2 separate regions of the Mus musculus genome follow, and region 2 is linked to region 1. Evidence: chromatin contacts called from public Hi-C data. All regions are on one chromosome and are shown on one strand. Each heading gives the region's core, a stretch centred on a gene start, on an enhancer-like site or on the middle of the called end of the contact. The rest is flanking DNA. Distances are from core to core; before and after follow the strand shown.

Region 1 (7,029 bases), core at 78-2,577:
GTGAGAGCTTTTCCACCATCCACTGAAATATTTCCTCATGGGCCGTGGGATGCTAGCAAGCACTAAGCTCTATCAAAGATGGCTACCTAATCTCCAGGACCCACCACAATGCAAAACTTATTCAAACCAAGGCTGCAGAACTTTGGTAGATCAGTTGCCCCATAAGGGTGCTCTCTGAAATGTGCTCAGGGAAATTATCAGGCTTTCTCCATCTTTCTGATCCTATCCCATGTCATAGCCCCTGGGTACAATGGCAGGGCTAGCAGTCTATGGCCTTACACACTTCCCTCATGGATTCTTAGCTCCTGTCACCACAGAAATGTAAGTGGATCAAAGGACTTGATGACCTAGTCTGAAGTTTCAAAAATACAGTGTTGGTTTCTCTGACTGGCCTTGGCACTAGACACAGAACCATCTCTAGATCCACCTATGACCAAGGGATCTCCTGGAAGCATCAGCCCACTGTGTACCTTTCTCATGTGTCAGAGGGGATAAAGAGGGTCCCTCTTGCTTCTCATCAGAACCAGATAGGAGGGACCATTGTTCCAGAAAGTGGTCACTATTCCAGACAGAACCTTTGTGGCAAAGCCATGGTTCCTCCCAAACATCTCTCCCTGCAGAAAACATAAATCTGAATACTGAGAAACATTTAAAAGCATAATGAGGATAAGGTATGGGTTCAATTTGGGGAGACCTACTGATCCTTAGGAAATGACATTAGGAAAGCCCTGATGTTTAAATACAGCAACAGTAGGAGTCCAGGAAAAGAAGGTTAAAGAAAAAAAAAATATGTATCAGCAGAACCCTGTGACTCTCTGAAAATGGTACAGCCTGAGAGAGCAGATCATACCCACAGAGGGCATGGGATTTAGGAATCTCTCCCACGTATTTCCCAGTGTCAGGGTGCTCAAAGACACATTTTTATTTCTGGACTCAGAACACAGTTTTAGACAAAATAAAGATTCAAACAATCCATGGCCCTGATATCTCATTGGTCAGACCATGATAGCACTTGGTTTATTGTATAAATACACCCAATGTCAGAGCAATCATGAAAATGAAACTTAGAGAAAAAGCAAACAAACCCGTGTCCTCAAGCGGGTGGCTTGCAAATGGGGAACCCAAGAGGGAGTCCACGTGCTTCTATTTGCATGTGACCTTTTTAAAACCCAGAGGTAACATTTCCCAGAAAGTCTGTATTCATTCTCTCAACATCTGAAATGGGGGCGGCGGGGGGCGGGGGGAGGACAGATCAATTAGTGACCAAAGTAACAAGGGTCACTTTCCTTTGGTGGCTTCCACCAATGGGAAGCTGACACCTTTCAGTGTCCCAGGGAGGCTGACCTACTTCTGATTCTGTGAGCCTGTAGTCTGAAAGGTCATTAATCTAGCCTTGGCTCATGATGTTAGAATCTTGAGACTTCGATTTCTTAAATGCCAAAGGTGTGTCAGGTTGTCTTTGGAGATGTTGGCTATCTCTATTCAGGGATGCAGTGGCCAGGAGAGAGCTATATTGGTAATTTCCTTTCTCATGGAGACATTCAACTCTCCAAAGGCGACATGACCCATATGCAACACACACACACACACACACACACACACACACACACACACACACACACACACACACACACTCTATACACCACATATATGTGGATCTTTGCCATGGATCAAAGAGACAAACCAATCTCGCCACTCACTTTCTTCTTGTCAAGCACAGGGACAAACAGGTCTGTGTTTGCTGCGAGGTTGACAGCGTCGGATGTACTTGGCTGGGAGTAGAGTTGGAGAAAAACATGAAAGTAGCAATTTCTGCTTGTCACTCTTTGCGGTGTCTCCTCCTTGTCTAGAGGATGAAATCTGAGCTCTTTGTTGTCACAGTCAAAGTTCTCTCCAGCTCCTTCTATTTCCTTTTCCAGTCTTGCTTCTCATCTTTCTCCAGATTTACTCTTGACCTCCAAGAACAAGCTATGGCCCAGCTCCCTTTACAGCCTTTGCGAACACCCAGTCTGCCCTCTCTCCTGACTCATCCCTCCCAGCCTTTCAGTGTTTGACTTGGACACCCCTTCTTCAGGTGATCCAACTTGACTCCCCTCTGCTGAGGGAGGGTCTCTTCTTTGGCATTCCTGTAGGAGCTTGCCTCAGCTACTTAACTTCCCTTCCTGTCGCTGCCTTTACTGGTTCGACCATCCCCCTTTCTCCATCACTGCCTTCACTTGAATGCATTGTCCCTGTGCAAAATGCAATACCAGAGATAAAAGATGTGATTTACTCGAACCTCGTGTTGGATGTCTTCCATGTCCCCCGCAGCCACTACACTTAGTGTCCTAGACACCCTACTCTGGGTTCTTTGTTCGCCAGCTTCCTACTGACTGTAGCTATTGAGAACATCAAAGACCAGAGGTGACTATGAGACTTTGGGACATTCTCTCCCTTCCCCCTTCCCAGGTGTATGCCCAAGACCTGGCTGTGCCTCTCCTAGCGATGTCTATGGGTTTTCTATTTCAGTGACCTGTCCAGGCTTTGATGGAATTTGTTATTGTTACTCAGGCCTGGGTTGTTGATTAACTCCACCTTCCTACTCCAGATGTGCAACCTTGTCTTGTTGATGTCCCTAAAGATCCCAGTCTGGGTACATAGCCCTTCCACACACACCGTGTGTGTGTGTGTGTGTGTGTGTGTGTGTGTGTGTGTGTGTGTATCCTTCTTGCTGAGACTCTAAGGACAACCATTACTTTAAATTCTCAGTCTCTTGACACTTCTCTCTTACAGAAATTACAATTACATCTTTATCTCCTAAACCTTGGCAACCCTATATCCTAGCAAGTTGCATCGCACACAAAGAACAGGGACCAGCAAGTTTGCCTAAAAGCCACTGTTGAATTTTGTATTTTTCAGGAGAAGGCAGCTCAAAAGTTGCTAATTTCAGGAAAGCACTCATTTCCTTTGCACATCATAGAGATGAGACAGGATTGCGATTATTAGAGTGGAAAATTTCCTTCCCATTGTGGCAGTAGATAGCCGTTATCTGTTCCAATGAAAGACTCGTGAATGGCCTAAGGAATCCACTGTACACAGTCAGACATCGGAGGTGTGTGCTTTCGCTTTGACATGAGATCATCTGCTCCTGGAAGCTCCCACTCCAACACCCATCCATCTAGACCTTCTCTCCAAGGACAAAGGTAAAATGCAATTTGTCTTTTAATAAGCCTCAGGAGTTTCACTTAAAGATGTGATTACCCAGAAGGCAATAAGAGCTGTCTACAATTTCATCTGTCTCAAGAATATTGTACCCCCAAAGAAAGACAGAGAACAAGACCTCTCTCTCTCTCTCTCTCTCTCTCTCTCTCTCTCTCTCTCTCTCTCTCTCTTTACAGGAAATCCTGACCTGTAAATTAGAAAATAGAAGTTGTGTCTATCTGGGATCTATCCAGGACTGGAACTCTTTCTAGTTAGAGTGTCTAAAAATGGGGCTTCCTTCAGAAGCCTCCACCTATCTTTCAGAATGGTAGCAGGCCAAGATTCGGGTAAAATTTCTTCTACCTGGGCCTCATCATTGGATCTCTATGTCAAGATAAGGCTGGAGCATCAGGGTATGTTGTGAACATCATATTGTTGTGGTCACTCTCTCATGAACCTTGAAGTCTCAGCTGTCCTTGCCACCTTATCCTGTCTTCCCAGTCCCCCAGGCCCCCTTAGACATCCATCTCCCAAGTCAGTCACCCTGCTCTCTTAATTACCCTGCCCTCCTAGTCACCCTCCACTCCCAGTCCCCCTGTCCCCCTAGAGAGCCATAAGGTGATGTTCTCTGTATCTGTTTAGCAGTGCAGACACCAAGGCTAGTGAATCAGATCTTCTCCAGTTCAGTGGTGAAGTCATCCCTTGCACTTTCTAGGTCCTTCCACACCTTGACCACTGCCTTCCAAACCCTCTACACCCACATGGGTAGAAGAAAGGCTACCACTCTGTCTGACACCCCTGCTCTACTTTCATATGCATCTTATTTAGTTGTATTGGTTAAAACTTGAAGTCCTAACAATTATCCATAAGTCATCTTTGCTTCACTGGCAGCCATCCCTCTGAGGTCCCTGGAGAGTGTGCAACCTCACTGAATCACAGTTCTATGATTGGGACTTTCAAAGATCTACAATTTAAAGACTTAGTTGGTAGCTTGTAGCATGACTGGAAAGAGATGGGATATGTAAAAGGTGGGGTGTGGTGGGAGAAAGCTAGGTCACTGGGTGGCACACAGATTGGAAGCTCAGCACCCCGCTCTCCCTCTTTACCCTATGATAGGCACGGGGGTGAGCAAGTCACTCCTGCACATTACTTCTGCCATCATGTGATGCTGCACTATGTACCCAAGGTCCACAAGCTGTGTGACCAGGAACCAAAAGCTCTGAATATGAGCCACAAGCCACTTTTCTGCTTTGCAAGAGAATTATCTCAGGTATTATCTCAGAATTGTTCCAGTTATGGAAAGACAACTAACATATGCACTGGGGTGTCACTCATGTAGTCTCTGATGGCATCTAATCCCCTCTGCTTTGTATAGAATCTCATGAATATGAAGGAAGAGGAATGAGTTACACCTTCACCCCTTCCTGCCATCCTTTGAGAACCCAGGGGTGTGCTAAGCAGAGATCTTTCCTGTCACAAATGGATGCCTTGTGTCTTCTCTGACTCTTCTTTCTTCTTGATGTCTGTGTTACCTTCATTCACACTGAATTTCTTCTTTAGGATGTGGGTATCCTACAGAAGCATTCCAGGGACCAAGTTCACCACCAGGCACTGGTTCTGTGCAAATCTCCTTGTTTGTACCATGTTCTGTCATGGTGCCCCAGATGGCTTGCATCCATGTTAGGAATGGGCCTGGGCATTGGAGAATGTTGAGTGGCTTCTGTCCTCTGAAGGTTGGCAGTAGTCCCTACCCTGTTAGGACAACTGACAACATCTCCTGACATGCTCCCAACAGGCCCAAAGAATCCCTAGTAAAGAGACTCTGTCTCACTGGCAGAACTTCCATCCATATAGGATAAGAAATGTAGTGTGTCTTGCACATTCCTCAACGTCAAGACTCCCTGGAGTACGTTCAGTAGTGACCATGGTTCTCCTTCAGGAACAAGATGCTCTGGAGCCACAAGGTCAAGATATCCACGTGTTGATTATCCCTGAATCTGCACCACTTTTTCCCTCGTTGGAGCTCTGCGTGCCTGGAGCACCCCGGACTTATGGACGCTTCAGGGACACATGTCTTTGGTTACTTGGTGTTCAAAGCTCAGTGCATTGTCTCATGTGCTCACAAGATAGGTTGTGTTAGGATCCATAAATGAAGAAGTCAGAGAGTCAGATGTCTAGATGGTGCAGGTGGTGGGTGACAGAGACATGACTCAAGAGGTGGGGTCCTTTGGATTTCAGACACTGATGGGCCGATCATTATTGTGTCTCTTGTCATGAAGTATGGGTCTGAAGTTCTCCTGGGTGAAAGAGGAATGTGAGACCACCAGCCAGAGCTCATATCTGAGTGATATATTCAGGATGCTGGCATCACTCCAACCAGCCAACCAAGGACTGGAACTCTGAAGGCGACTGATCTTGAAAAAAAACAACATAGAGGCCACAGAGCGACCTCTGCTTTGGCACATCTTTCTGACAGTCTAAAGTCTCCACTGCATGTACGGAGCAAAAAGCTTTATTTGAGATGATTCCATTGCTGTTGTGGCATTGTGGCCACCTAGCTTACGGGAACAGCATCAGTTCAGTTGGTAAGCAACGTTAAGTCAGGGAAGTAACCGAACTGTTTACTTCAATTCTCAACAATTGAGGCTTTTAATGATTGTTCACTAAGTGGAGAAATCAGGAGTTGATGAACAAAAGTATCTTGACAGTGGTGAGGTTGGGAAGGTGGTGTCGTGGGTGAAGTGTCTGCTGTGCAAGGCTGGGGGCCTGAGTTTGAATCCCCAGCACCCACATAAAAAGGCTGAGCATGGGAATTCAAGTCTGTAATCCTAGCTCCAGGGAGGTGGAGACAGGGGGATCCCAGCAGTCCAAATAAGCAAGCTCCAGGTTCAGTGAGAGACCTGCCTAAATACTGTGTAGAGAGTGACAGAGAAGGGCCCTTGTCATCAATCTCTCTTTGACAGACACATGTACACGTGTGTGCCCTCACCCCCATGAACAAGTGTGTATATACACACAGAGGAGTAAATTATAACTCTTGTTGCTTCTTTCCAGAGCTTTAGCCTGTGATCAGAATTTAGTTATGGGTTTTGGATTTGCTTGAAGTTCAGTGCAGTTCCAGATTATTGATGCGGAGCCTCAGAACTGTCTGTGTACATTATACAGATAATTCTCCTGGTGTCTGTGGAATGAAGGCAGAACTCATGACAAAAGACTCACAAAAGGAGATTCAGATAGGAGAAACATGGGGACAAGCCTGGAACTCCCACAGACGCTCTTTGGGTCTTTCTTCTTGGCCTGGGACAAAAGTCAAGTGCAGCTTCCTCCATGGCTTTCTTATTTATCAACCCAAGAGCAGTCTTAGGCTAGATGCTTTACTGGGCAAGGCAGTGTGGAGTTTGTTAGCACTATTCTCTCTATACCAGGACATACCTCAGGTGGCCATCCGGGTGCACCTTAGATGGTCTTCTAGTGAAAGCAAAGGCTTCTTGATGGTCCGAGTTCATGGTCTCCACATAATATTTCTGTATAGGTAAGGTTAGTAAGCAAAAGAGAGAACACTAATTAGGAGGAATGTATCTGCTCTATTTATTATATTTGTTATGTAGTCATGGGGGAAATGGCATATGTGGTACAAACATGGGCTGAGTGTGAGACATTGCTAGGAACAAAGATGGAAGCAGCTTTGAATTCTGAATTCATACTTCCCTGCTGGGCTGGACACGCGTCCTTTGTCTGTTGCGAGCTTCGGTTCTTCCCAGGTGGAAACGAGGGCAGTATGCGAACAGCCTTAATGAGCTAATGCGTGGGAACCCTTCCTTTGTTCACTGGCACGTCAGAAGCAGTCCA
Region 2 (6,576 bases), core at 2,266-4,765, 580 kb after region 1:
CCCAGGGTGTATGCCTCTGCTTCTCTCGGGCTGTCCATCCTTCCCTGCCAGCATAGGGCAGCTGTAAAGGAGCCGCTGTGCAAAGCCATGCCAAAGACACTCTGAAAATGTGTTTATAGCTCTCTTACTACAGCCAGCAATTGCAGAGTTTCTTAAGAGCCGTCCCCATGAACCCTCAGTACCTGTTTTCATAACTTCCCACAAGGCATGTACACTTCCGTAGGCTTGGTGACATAGGCAGTGTGTGTGTGTGTGTGTGTGTGTGTGTGTACATGTGTGTGTACATGTGTGTGTACATGTGTGTGTATGCACAAGTGTGTGTATACAATATACACATGTATGCATGCACAAGTGTGTGTGTGTGTGTGTGTGTGTGTGTGTGTGTGTGTGTGTGTGTGTGTGTGTAGGGAGGGTGCTCAAGTGTTGGCCCCCAGGAAACATTCCGGAGGGCCTCCTGCCAGGGCCACCTCAGAGCTGTAGCTTGGCTAAAGCACTTCCATCTCAGCATACCTCTTAAGGTTACAAGAATCATAAAATCGTTCAGGACATCTTGTTCCCTGAGTGCCTTCCCCTTCCCACCCTGATGGCAGCTCTTCAGACCCCTTGGAGGAGGTAGCTTCTGATGCTGATGTGACTGAGACTGGAAGAGCCGGTGTCTGCTCATTGGCTTCATCATTTTCATTCCAGTGGGAGAGCGCACACGTGTGCACAAGTGTGTGTGGAGGCCAGAGGTCAGTATTGGGTGTCTTCCTCAATCACCCTCCATGTGTCTGTGTCTGTGTCTGTGTGTGCACATATGCATATGCATACGTGTGTATGCATGTGTGTGCTCATATGCATGTATGTATGTATGTGCATGTATATATGTATATGCATGTGTGTGCTCATGTGTGTGTATGTGTGCTCATGTGTATGTGTGTGTATAGATATCCATGTAAGAGAGGGGGGAGAGAGAGAGAGAGAGAGAGAGAGAGAGAGAGAGAGAGAGAGAGAGAGAGAGAGAGAGAGGCTCTCAATGAACCTGGTGCTTGTCAGTAATTCACTAGACTGGCTTGCCAGCAAGCCCTGGGAATCATCTTGGCTTCACCTCCCTAAAACTGGTATTCCAGGCCTTGGCCACCCTAACCCAGTTTTCCCTGCCAGTTCAAAAGAACTCGGTTCTTCAAGCACCTATGGCGAATACTTTGCTGACTGTCATCTTCCCCAGCCCCCTCTCCTCATTCTTCAACTAGAACTTAAGATTAACAAACTCACACACATAGATCCTGGGAGAGAAAGATGAATTACAACAGCGTATGATTTGTACTGTGAGGCCCATTTCCATCAAAATGAGATCCATTCCTTTTGAGTGCTAGCTTCTAAAACTTACTAAAATAATAAAATAAAGTCATTATTTGCCTCAAAACTTACATAGAAGAAAGATTGTTCTCCTTAGGTGAATAACATCCGCAGAAGTCGATACACTTTTGATGAAACCATGAACTTGATTTGCCGCAGATAAGCTCTGTGAATCAGCCCATGTCCTAACCAGTCATCAAGCGTGTGTTTGCGATGAACACCGTGGGGGACATCTTCTCAGGACTACACAGAGGAAAGGGGAAGGGAAGGAGAGAGATTGTTGGCTTCCTTCCACTGTTCTGGAGGAAGATGTGCTGTGTGCTGTGTTTAGTCCTGGGCTAGGAGGAACTGCACCGAGGGTGACTCTAAGGTCAAATAGAAATAAAACCACTTGGAAATCAATCGGGTCAAAGTTAGCCATCCTAAATGGCAGTGTGACCCTGGGTAGGCCACTGTCCTTCTCTGAGTACTGTATACTTGTATGTGGGAAGATCTTGAGTCGGAGCTCAGCCTGGGCTACATAGTGAGACCATGTCTCCTGCTAATGACACCTCTCAGATTGTATATTCTCAATAGCTGATCCTCCCTGCATATCCCCCAGGGCCAAACCTCCCATATTTGCACAGAGCATGCTTCAGTCCAGAGCTGCAGCTGTAAAGTGGCAACAGGGAAAACTCTGCTGCCTACAGACGACAGGCAAGTCTTGTCTTTGCACAAGAGCGACGTTTCCTTTCAATGGGTACCTGCTTCTCCTTTTATGGTTACTTAGTTGCTTAGCAACATTAACCTTGCTAAAAGCACAGAGCCATCCTGCAACCTCAACTTTCATGGAGTGTGTGTGTGTGTGTGTGTGTGTGTGTGTGTGTGTTAAAGGAACCGTCTATTAGGAGAACATTCACCTTTGTGGCAGCGCCATTTGAGGGAAGGAAAGTCTATATTTTAAAAGGTTTCCCAGCCAACGTGAATACGTCTCCCACTTAGCACTCAGAGATGAGCGTATCATAATATTTAAATCAGTTTTGAGAACTCTCTTGGAAAAGGAAAAGGGGGAAATCCCCTGGTGGAATAAATACCCAGGGAGGCCACGGGAGTTCATTACCATAGCGACTGAGCTGGCAGGCTGCCCTGGGGAACCCACAAGTGCCAGCTTCCACCTTCCTTGTGTAGATCATGGAAGTCCTGACCGGATACCGCTTGGCCTCGTATGAAGCGGGAGTGGCAATGCCAGGGTCCACACACTTCAACTTTGGACATGGCCAAAGGTTTAAAGATCAGGACTGGGGCAGAACTCACCGAATCTGTGTTTCCTCAATGATCGTAAAGGGTTGAGGGCAAATAACAAAACTATATGAGGATTGCTGGGCTGAGGGAAACCCTGGCAGGCTAGGGATTGGCTCAGTTGGTAGAGAGCTTATTGAGCATACCCAGGGTCCTGACTGGATCTCCATCGTGCATTAACCAGGTGAGGTAGTGCACAACTGTAATCTGAGCACACGGGTTGTGGAGATTGAAAGATCATAAGCGTCGTTCTTGGAAGTGTAAAGAGTTTGAGGCCAGACTGGGATAAGAGAAACACACTGGGGAGGGGGTCTGGACAAAGTCTCCATAGAAATAGTTTTGAGCTTTATTTTGCCTTTATTAATCTAGTTTCAGACAAGCATGGTAATGATCAAATTTTATTCTCTGGTGAACTCAAAAGCATGAGATGGAAGCTTTCTGTCTTAGCAAACACCGCGACACTGGTAATAAATTTTCTGCAGCCTCGACAACTACTGTCTCCACAGCGTGGGCGTGTTGGTGGGGCAGTGGATGTTAACAGTATTTCTGGAACTTTCTTCATGTCGCCCTGGGATGATGCCTCCAGACAGTGTTGGTTCTGCTGACAGCAAGAAGGTCAAGCCCCTCCTGAAATGCAGGGAAACCTAACAGAACCCTTCCTCAGTCCTGCTGAACCTTGCAGTGAGAACCGCAAGCCTTAGGGGTGGGTTTCCGTGATGTCGACTAATAAATGCTCATTTCCATAAAATTTACATGAACAGAGGAAAATCTACCTCTTGCTGTGCAGGAGCTCCATCTCATTACTCAAAATAGCTGCAGAGTAATCAATGGAGCCACGCCCCCTCCTAGAGACGGGCTGTGAGGTCAGAGATAATTTCCCTGGGCTCTTCAAAGTAAGTAGCCCGGCCTCTGCAGCTCTTTCCAGGTCTTGTCCCCTCCCAACCACAGGTACCTTATGAAACAATAGTCTTCAGATTCGTGGCTGCAGTTTCGCCGTTTAAGACAATAGACTTCAGATTGGCAGCTGCAGATTCACCTTTTAAGACAACAGACTTCAGATTCGCAGCGGCAGTTTCATTACAATAAAGGCACATAGCACAGGCTACAGGGCAAGTAATTGATAAAACTTTTAAAATACGTGCACAGGGGCCAAAGGGACGGCTCCACAGTTAAGAGTGCTTGCTGCTCTTGCAGAGGACCTGAGTGTAGTTCCCAGCACCTGTGTTGGGTGGCTCAGAACCGCCTTTAACTCCTGCTTCATGGGATCCAACACCGTGTTTTGGCCTTGAGGGAGGGGCACCAGCACACACGTGGCAGATAAACGCATACACATAAACAGAATTTAATTTTTTTTAAGCACACAGAGACAGAACTGCGTGTGCTGGTAGACATTTTTAATCTATATACTTGGGAGCTGGAGGAAAGATGACAAGGATATCCAGGCCGGCCTGGGCTATTTGAGACTTTGTCTCAAGGAGCCAAATAATAAATGAAAATGAAATATAGACAGAGAGGGCTGGAGAGATGGCTCGGAACTTAGAGCACTGGCTGCTCTTCAGAGGACCTGAGTTTGATCCCCCAGCACCCACGTGGTGACTCGCAGCCATCTGTGACTCCAGTTCCGGGAGATCTCACACTCTCCTCTGCATCTCTAGGCAGCAGACATGCCTGTTGTATAGGAAGAAAGGTTTGGTTTTTTTTTTTAATGTTCTCAGACAATATATCCGATCGTGTTTCTCCTCTGCCAACTCCTCCCAGATCCTCCCTACCTCCCTACCTACCCAAACTTGTTTTTCCTCTATCAAAAATAAATATAAATAAATAAATAACCAAAACGATGAAACAAACAAAACCCAGTAAGACAAAAATGCCAGAAGAAAGCAAACAAACAAAACACTAGAGAGAGACTATTTGCTGCCTAACTGCCCTGGGGATGGCCCTGGAGTGTGCTTAATGTGGCTCTCCGTTGTGAGAGACTGATTTCTTTGCCTTTGTCAGAGGGTTTCATGTAGCTTCTTAGGTAGGGCTGGGACCCACTCCTGTCTACATTTCCCCTTTTCAGAAACTGTAGAAATGGAAACAGTTTCAAAACTGAACATACCACAGAGAGACGCAGCAGCTACAGTTCCAATAAGCTCTGCATCCACTTGGCATTTTAAATTACTTTTAGGCAATGGGTGTGGTCTGCTTTCTGGAAACTTAATTGTTTGATCCAAGAAGGTGTTTTGCAGCCCAGAAAATATTGCTTCATATCCCATCTTTAAAAAAAAAAGGCACTTACACATTTGTGTGTGCCTACTCATCTATGGGTACACCGTGTACACAATGGTGCCTGCAAAGGTGGGCAGCCCTGGACAAACTAGCTATCTACAATAGCCAAAGCTGCAAACCCCACATCCAGCAGAAACTCTGCCTCGGTAAATAATTGGAAAGCAATCAAAGAAGGCACCAATGACAATCCCTACCCCTCAATACATGCACACATGTGCCCTCATGTACACTCACTAACATATCACACACACACACTGTGCACACATACACGAAAGGAAGAAAGAGATGTTTTCAGGAAATATCCATTATCCACCTCTCCACCTGGTGCCCTCCTGAAATATCTGCGAGTTTTACAAACACTTAGTTCTTCTTAGTGACTTTGCCTAGGTAACAGAAACCTTTTAGTATTATGGGTGAGAACCGAGAGCTAAGATCAGCTGCTTGGAATTCGCTGCTGTGAGGTCTTGGGTAAAATAAGAAATCTCTGTGGTGTTCTGTTACCTCCATCTGTGAAAGGAGGAGGAGGAAGAGGAAGAGGAGGAGGAGGAGCAGGAGGAGGAGGAAGAGGAGGAGGAGGAGGAGGAGGAGCAGGAGGAGGAGGAAGAGGAGGAGGAGGCTACTCTGCAGGACTATTGGAGAAGTTACATAAACTGAACGTGTCAGAAGACTTTGGGCAAGATTTGCCTTGAAGTCTGTACTTCCTGCGCATGGACTGCCAGTTCTGCAGAACATTCCTCTCTCACTTCTACCTCTTAGCAGCATTGAGCGCTTCCCTGAGACAACCCGAGGTAAACATGGCCCTTTTCCCTATGAGTTAATCCTTACATGCTGCCGCTCAGCTGAGATCCACACTGAGCAGTTAGACAAGGTGGCAACGTGACTCTGAACACCTCATGACTCAGTTTCAGGGTCTTCTGTGCTTACTGCACTGTGATATTGAGCATCTTTATGGTGTGATATAACTGGACACCCCTCAGCTCCCTGTGCCCTTCTGTGTCACCTGCTGTCCTTTCCTTTGGCAAGACAAGACAAGATGGGAATGAAAATGTTCCCTCTGTCTTAACTCGATGAGCTATCGAGTTCCTTGTCTCAAACCACACAGCACAGATCTGGGAATAAACTTTCCAGGATGCCCTCTGGGGGCTGGAGAGAGGCCTCAGTGGTTAAGAATATCGGCTGCTCTTGCCAAGGACCCAGGCTTTATTCCCAGCACACACATGGTAGCTCACAACCATCTGTAACTCCAGTCTCCAGGGATTTGAAACCTCTTCTGGCCTCCATGGGCAGGACACATGTGGTACACAGATATATATTTAGGAATGTGTGTGTATGTGTGCGTATCATACATCATATATGATATGTTCCTTCTATCATATATATATGATATAGATGACATATATATTATGTATGTGAGTATATATGAACATATATGTGTATATTAAATGTGTGCATACATACATACATGTATATATGCATATAGACACACATGCATGTCTGTTATATATGTATATGTGCTTATATGTGCACATATATGTATACCTATATGTGTATATACATATCTGTATAATATATATGCATGTATATTGTAAGTGTCATATATACATATATCATATGTGTGATATATGCTATGTATGTATATATGTGCATATATGTATACATGTGCATGTGTATATACATGTGTGTGTAGAT

Evidence for each region. Hi-C and Micro-C count contacts between places; a contact is called where the count stands out from the background.
Region 2: a Hi-C map of liver shows a contact between it and region 1, with 1.6 times the contacts expected there. The contact joins two enhancer-like sites. A contact is called at or near these places in 1 of 484 Hi-C or Micro-C datasets (liver) and 5 of 115 datasets of contacts at active chromatin or transcription factors (bone marrow-derived macrophages, embryonic basal ganglia, embryonic limb bud and 2 more).

The regions. Positions count from the first base shown.
Region 1 is chr2:169,350,489-169,357,517 of GRCm38.p6, forward strand. No RefSeq gene overlaps it. Among named protein-coding and RNA genes, the nearest start is that of Gm39994, 21 kb to the right of the region's middle. Within about 2 kb of position 1,328, at least 2 of the 459 cell types and tissues checked have an H3K27ac peak or open chromatin away from gene starts, as enhancers often do. A contact at or near this core is called in liver, where this site is marked.
Region 2 is chr2:169,926,511-169,933,086 of GRCm38.p6, forward strand. It overlaps a transcript of Tshz2 not described here. Among named protein-coding and RNA genes, the nearest start is that of AY702102, 33 kb to the right of the region's middle. Within about 2 kb of position 3,516, at least 70 of the 459 cell types and tissues checked have an H3K27ac peak or open chromatin away from gene starts, as enhancers often do. A contact at or near this core is called in liver, where this site is marked.